Linked DNA regions of Mus musculus: region 2 is linked to region 1. A link is a contact called in public HiChIP or PLAC-seq data. All regions are on one chromosome and are shown on one strand. Each heading gives the region's core, a stretch centred on a gene start, on an enhancer-like site or on the middle of the called end of the contact. The rest is flanking DNA. Distances are from core to core; before and after follow the strand shown. Region 1 holds the start of Dnph1 (2'-deoxynucleoside 5'-phosphate N-hydrolase 1). Region 2 holds the start of Bicral (BRD4 interacting chromatin remodeling complex associated protein like).

Region 1 (3,055 bases), core at 251-2,750:
CAAAAGCCAGTTCAGGAGAGGAGTCTGTTAAAGGGATGAAGAACAAAACAGCCACAAGAAAAATGCAATCCTGTTCACGGAGGCACGTGTGGGTGGGGCTGGGTGCGTGTGGGGAAAAGGTCTGACTCACCCGGAATCCAAGGGGCGTGTCTGGGGTCAGAGAGCCAGGATCACAGTTTCCAGTTTGAATCAACTCTGCTGTTTAGGACGGTAAGGCTCTGCAGGTGGCAGAGCAGAACCACACTGTCTAAAACTTCTTTTGTGAGCCTGAGGATCATGGCTCATAGCACTAATCCCAGCCCCGGGAGCAGAGGCTGGGGAAATCTGTGAGTTCCAACACAGCCTGGTCTACACTGTAAGTACCATGATGGCCAGGGATATGTAGAGAGACCCTGTCTCAAAAAACAAACTAACAAGTTGTGTGTAGCAGCAGGTGCCTGTAGTTCTAGCACTTGGGCGGTGAAGGCAGGAGGATGGCGAGTTCTAAGGCCATCCTTGGCTACAAGTCTGACGTCACTGTGCGTTTATGACAGCCTGTTTCCAAAATAAAGAAAAGAAAAAGAAAAAGCAAGAAAAGTGACTAGGGGAGAAAACCCAGATTCAAAGGTTTTCTCCAGGCTATCACACTCTGTAGACTGTTTTGTCTCATTTCTTTGAGACAGGGGTTAACTCTGTAGCCCAGGTTGGCCTGGAACTCATCCTACCCTCTGCCTCCAGAGTGCTGACATTGGCGCTGAAGGTGGAGAACTATCAACAAAACACACCATGCGCTAGCCAAGCATAAGCACAAACAGGTTCTTTCCAATCCCCTGGCATTTTTTGCCTACGATTGATTCTTTGTCTTTTAAAAGATTCTCCCAGAATTGCTTTAGAGTCCACAGCTTAGGAGTTTGTTCTTGCATGGGGCAAGGGAGATCTACTTAAAAGTTTTTGGAGCAGAAATACAAGAGTTCTAGGTACAACTTTCCTACTGGAGGAGTGCTTATCCAGACCAGCTTATCAAAGCCTTGCTAGCCCAAAGCTGGGTCTGGGCTGTCACTTGCTTCCAGTGTGCTGGACAGGGACACTTGACCTGCGCATGGAACGTACACATATAATCCAGGACCTTCCATAGCCAGCCGGTCCCCTAACCATTACGAGGTCCTAGTCTGCAGATCCCCTAGCCTCCGGTCTAGCCTGCGGGTCACATGAGCTGCGGGTTCCCCAGGTTGAATGTCTACTAGCCAGTGGGTCTCCTATCCGGCAAGTCCCTAGTCAGCCGGTCCCCTTAGCCTACAGGTCCCCAGCCTGCGAGTCTCCAGCCCGCGTCGCCTCACCACGCGGCTCCAACTCAGCATCAGCCACGTGCTCAGTGAGCACCTTCCCATAGCGCCGCAGCCGGGATACGATCCGCGAATACAGAGCTTGGTCTTCCCGCCCGCCGCGGATGCTCCCGCAGAAGTACACAGAGCATGGAACCAGCTCCCCGGATGCCGCCATCGCCGCGCGCGGGCAACCGCTGCCGCCGCTACCACGTGACCTGGGAAAGCGACTCCCAGAGGTAAGGGGACCTTCTTCAAGCTCGCTCTCTTCCCGGATAGGCTCTTCCCGAGCCAACCCGCTCATTAGTTCTGACTCCTCCCCGTGACCTGCCCCTCCCCAGCTCCTAGCTATTCAAGTAGTTCTGTACGGATCTCAGTGCTCTCAAACTCTGTACGGGATCCATAGGCAACTGTGATTGGCTCTCATTAATCTTTCCAAAATTTAAAAAAGATTGTTAACTTATTTTAAAAATATTTTATTATTCATACATGTATGTAGTGTTTTAATCAAATCTAACCCAGTCTCTCTCTCCCCTCCAATCCATCTTCTATCCCCTACACCAACTTCATTTTTATTTATTATTTAAAATAATTATTATCTTTGATTATTTTATTATTTTATGTGTATAGGTGTTGTGATGGTTTGTTTATCCTTGGGCCAGGGAGTGGCACCATTTGGAGGTGTGGCCTTGTTCAAATAGGTGTGACCTGGTTGGAATAGGTGTGTCACTGTGGGTGTGGGCATAAGATCCTCACCCTAGTTGCCTGGAACTCAGTCTTCCACTAGCAGCCTTTGGATGAAGATGTAGAACTCTCAGCAATGCCTGTGCCATGCCTGCCTGGATACTGCCATGCTCTCACCTTGATGATAATGGACTGAACCTCTGAACCTGTAAGCCAGACCCAATTAAATGTTGTTTTTTATAAGACTTGCCTTGGTCATGGTGTCTGTGCACAGCAGTAAAAGCCTAACTAAGACAGGTGGTTTGCCTGAGTTTATATCTCTACATCATGTGCATGCCTGATGCCCCAAGAAGCCAAAAGAGCACAATGAGCTAACCTGAAACTGGAGTTACAGACACAGTGAGCCACCATGCAGGTGCTGACAATCCAACCTGGGTCCTCTGGAGAGTGGCCAGTGCTGTTAACCACTGAACCATCTCTACAGCTTCCCTCCCTACCCACTGAGCCCATTAGTGCTACCTATGTGTGCACCGGTGTGGAACCATCTACTGGAACAAGTACAGGCAGCCTCTCAGGGTCGTGCCTGCCTCACCAGCTGTTAGCTGTCAGCAACGCTTCAGCTATTGGCATGGGGCCCTTCTCCACACAGGGTAGGGTTTGGACCAGCCTGATCGTGCACGGGCAGTCATAGCTTCTATGAGTTATGTGTGTAACCCCACTGTCATGTCCAGAAACAATGTTTTCATGGCAGTCCCTCTGTCTTTCAACCCACTCTTCCATGGAGATGGCCCATTTACATTCAAACACTCTACAGTCTCCGAGAGACCCTATTAATCTGCAAAAAGAAGCTCTTCTGACGAGGGCTAAGGAATGCTCTAATTGATGGGTACAGAGATATGGAATCGGGCAAGACGGTTACACTTTCTAGAGCCTGACTCCCCACCATTTCCATGGCCACCGCTCTGGCCCTGCCCCTCCCCAGATCTCCCCATTCCAGCTCTTCCTACCACAGTCTGCTAGCCACTCTGAGGAGATGGAGAGCCCCTCAGTGACCCCACCTTAGTTAGGAT
Region 2 (3,055 bases), core at 396-2,895, 330 kb before region 1:
GTTCGTATGTAGCCTAGGCTGTCCTGGTACTCATTAGGTAGACCAGGCTGTCCTTAAACTTGCATCAGGCCTTCTGCCTCTGCCTCCCAAGGGCTGAAAATACAGATGTCACCTCGTCACCATGCCTGGCTTGTGTAACAAATCCAGCATACCCAGTTGATGATAGTTTTCCTGTTTCCTTCCCAGTCTTGTTTTCAAAAGTCATGTGTGCAGGAACATTGGTGCCAATGTGACCTCAAATGACTCCTGCCTGGGTCCTAAAGAGCCCATTTCTCATGGCTGGCTGCTCTTAGCTTCAGTAGCCAACAGCTTCTGCTTCATGTATCCCACTCTCCTTCCTTCTCCCTCACCCATCCTCTCTCCCCACCCTGCACTCTGCTCAGTGGATTATAATCAGCCCAGTCACTCCGCAACCCTTCGAATCCAGCCACCTACAGGAGGGTCCCACATCAGGAAACTTACCCTTCCACATTCTTCTAGAGTAGAGAAAGTGTCCTTCCCCGTGGCAGGAGGGAATACCACAGCTGTTAGGCCTTATGATTGGTTTGGAGGAACTAATGGGAGAAGGAAGTTTGAACAGAGAAAAATCTCTCCTTAAGACTCACCCTTCCCTCTGCCTTTTCTGGGTATGCCCCTCCTCTGGGCATCTCTTCAGGATTTCATTCCTGCGTCCAACTGCCGTTCACAACTGCCCTTTCCAACTGCTCCAGAACTCTTGGCCCTGGTGTTCTGTGATGTAAATTATTCCACGCATGGCTTGAAATGGGTGAGAAGCAGGGTTGCCAGGTGTCGGGTCACTAGTGTAAGTTGACTGGCTCTCGGGGGAGAACCACGGCTGGAATTTGTTCAGTTGTTACAGTCTGGGCCAGAGCTGTGCTGGCCATGCTTGTGGCTGCTGCAGGCAGAGAGAGGGAGCTCCGAGCTGCAGTGGGGAGAACTTGGGCTGCAGTTTCTACTTTAAACATTCCTGGTCCAGCTATGGACTATTCGGCATTGAACTTGGACAGTATTTCTGCACTGGGAAGCACCCAAGGCCCACGACCAGAGCCTGTATGGCTTGCACCACAGGGCCTCCTGGTCTGTCTCCAAATGTGGGGAGAACCCGCATTCTGCCTTCCCAAAGATCACCAAAATACGTTGAGAAGTCGGAGTTGCTCTCAGTGTTTAGACGCATCCGGTCACAACCCTGAAGGACTTCAGAATCTGAGAGCTTTCCTAAAGCAAAATTTTGTCTCTGCCCTTACTCATTCTACGTTTGATGGCATAAGTCCTCCTTCATGGTCTCTCTCGGGAATCTGCATGTGGCCGGTGGCTGCAGCTATCTTAGATGTGTCTAAACTCTTTGGACCTCTATGTTGAAACTGATTTATAGGAGAAACAATTTAAGTCAAAAATGTATTCAAGTAACTGTTAATTTCACATATTTCTACCTTTTTGTTGTTGTTGTTGTTTTTCGAGACAGGGTTTCTCTGTGTAGCCCTGGCTGTCCTGGAACTCACTTTGTAGACCAGGCTGGCCTCAAACTCAGAAATCCGCCTGCCTCTGCCTCTGCCTCCCGAGTGCTGGGATTAAAGGCGTGCGCCACTACGCCTGGCACCTTTTGTTTTTGTTTTTGTTTTTGTTTTTGTTTTTTGTTTTTGACATGGGGTCTCATGTAGCCCAGGCTGGCCTCAACCTTGTCATGTAGGCAAGGGTAGCCTTCACCTCCTGATCCTCCTGTCTCTGCCTTCCAACTCCTGGGATCAAGGTGTTTGCCAGTGTGTCTGGCTTGCTTGGCTATTTGTTTATTTACTTATGAGCTGCGGTCTTGCTATTGTCCAGGCTGACCTTGAACTCTTGGACTCAAGTTCCCTTCCTTACTGAGTCCTACCTGAGTGGCCAGGACTACTGGCAAATGACACTGTGCCCACCAGCCACAACATTTTTCCCATGGTAGGCTTGATAGGTGACTAGGGAAAGCTCCCGTGCTGACAGTTGTGTGGAGGCTCAGCGTGCTCCACTGCATCCATATTGCTGGCCGCCCTGCTCCGACTCACTGCCTCCCTCCCTCTCTCCTTGCAGTTGTCATGGATGATGACGATGACTCCTGTCTCCTCGATCTTATTGGGTAAGATGCTCCTGTGGGGCCCAGGGTGGACCGCTCGTGTGAGGTGTGAGGAGTAGAAAGAGCTCTGTAGCTATCTTAAGCTCCTGGCCTTTTAAAATAAAAAATAATACTTTACCATGGTTACAGCAATAACTAGCACAGAGAGTTTGTGTGTTTGTTTGTTTGTACTAAGATTTTGTTATACCAGGCAGTGGTGGCACACACCTTTAATCCCAGCACTTGGGAGGCAGAGGCAGAGGCAGGCAGATTTCTGAGTTTGAGGCCAGCCTGGTCTACAGAGTGAGTTCCAGGACAGCCAGGGCTACACAGAGAAACCCTGTCTCAGAAAACAAAAATAAATAAATAAACAAATAAATAAGATTTTATTTATTTTATGTATAAAGTACACTGTCATTGTCTTCAGAAGAGGGCATCAGATCACATACAGATGGTTGTGAGCCACCATGTGGTTGCTGGGATTTGAACTCAGGACATCAGGAAGAGCAGTCAGTGCTCTTAACTGCCACAGAAAGGTAGTTTTACACACAGGTCATAACTCAGCAACCCATTCCTTTTGGTTTTACTTGTTATTTTTTTTAGTAAGTCTGGGGATGGCAGGCCAGGGTGTTGCTTAGTTTTATTTTTAGCTCACCAAGCAAGGGCAAGGTCCAAGTTCACCCCCCAGGACTGAAGCAGTAGGCGCTTCCCAGAGACAGAAGTGTAGAAAATGGTTTAAAATGGAGAGATTTCACTGGAGCTAGTGTTTCGTTTCTTTTTGCCTTATATAACTATCAGCAGCTATTTACGTAGAAGTAGCAGTACTTACTTGTTTCACTCTCTCACTTCCTTCTTTTCTAGAGACCCACAAGCATTGAACTATTTTCTGCACGGACCTAGCAGTAAATCGGTAAGTGACAGACAAGTGTCTCAGGCTCGGCTTTTGTCTCTCCAAGCCCTGCAGTAACTGCC

Evidence for each region. HiChIP or PLAC-seq counts read pairs in DNA pulled down with a chosen protein or histone mark.
Region 2: a contact with region 1 is called in an H3K4me3 HiChIP or PLAC-seq map of bone marrow-derived macrophages, with 5 times the contacts expected there. The contact joins the promoter of Bicral here to the promoter of Dnph1 in region 1. A contact is called at or near these places in 1 of 115 datasets of contacts at active chromatin or transcription factors (bone marrow-derived macrophages) and 1 of 9 other capture datasets (adipose tissue).

Annotation. Positions count from the first base shown.
Region 1 is chr17:46,495,234-46,498,288 of GRCm38.p6, reverse strand. Dnph1 (2'-deoxynucleoside 5'-phosphate N-hydrolase 1) reads right to left here and starts at 1,500. Exons shown (of 4, transcript NM_207161.3): 1 at 1,317-1,500. The coding sequence starts at 1,479.
Region 2 is chr17:46,830,003-46,833,057 of GRCm38.p6, reverse strand. Bicral (BRD4 interacting chromatin remodeling complex associated protein like) reads left to right here and starts at 1,645. Exons shown (of 11, transcript NM_001100452.1): 1 at 1,645-2,107; 2 at 2,945-2,993. The coding sequence starts at 2,067.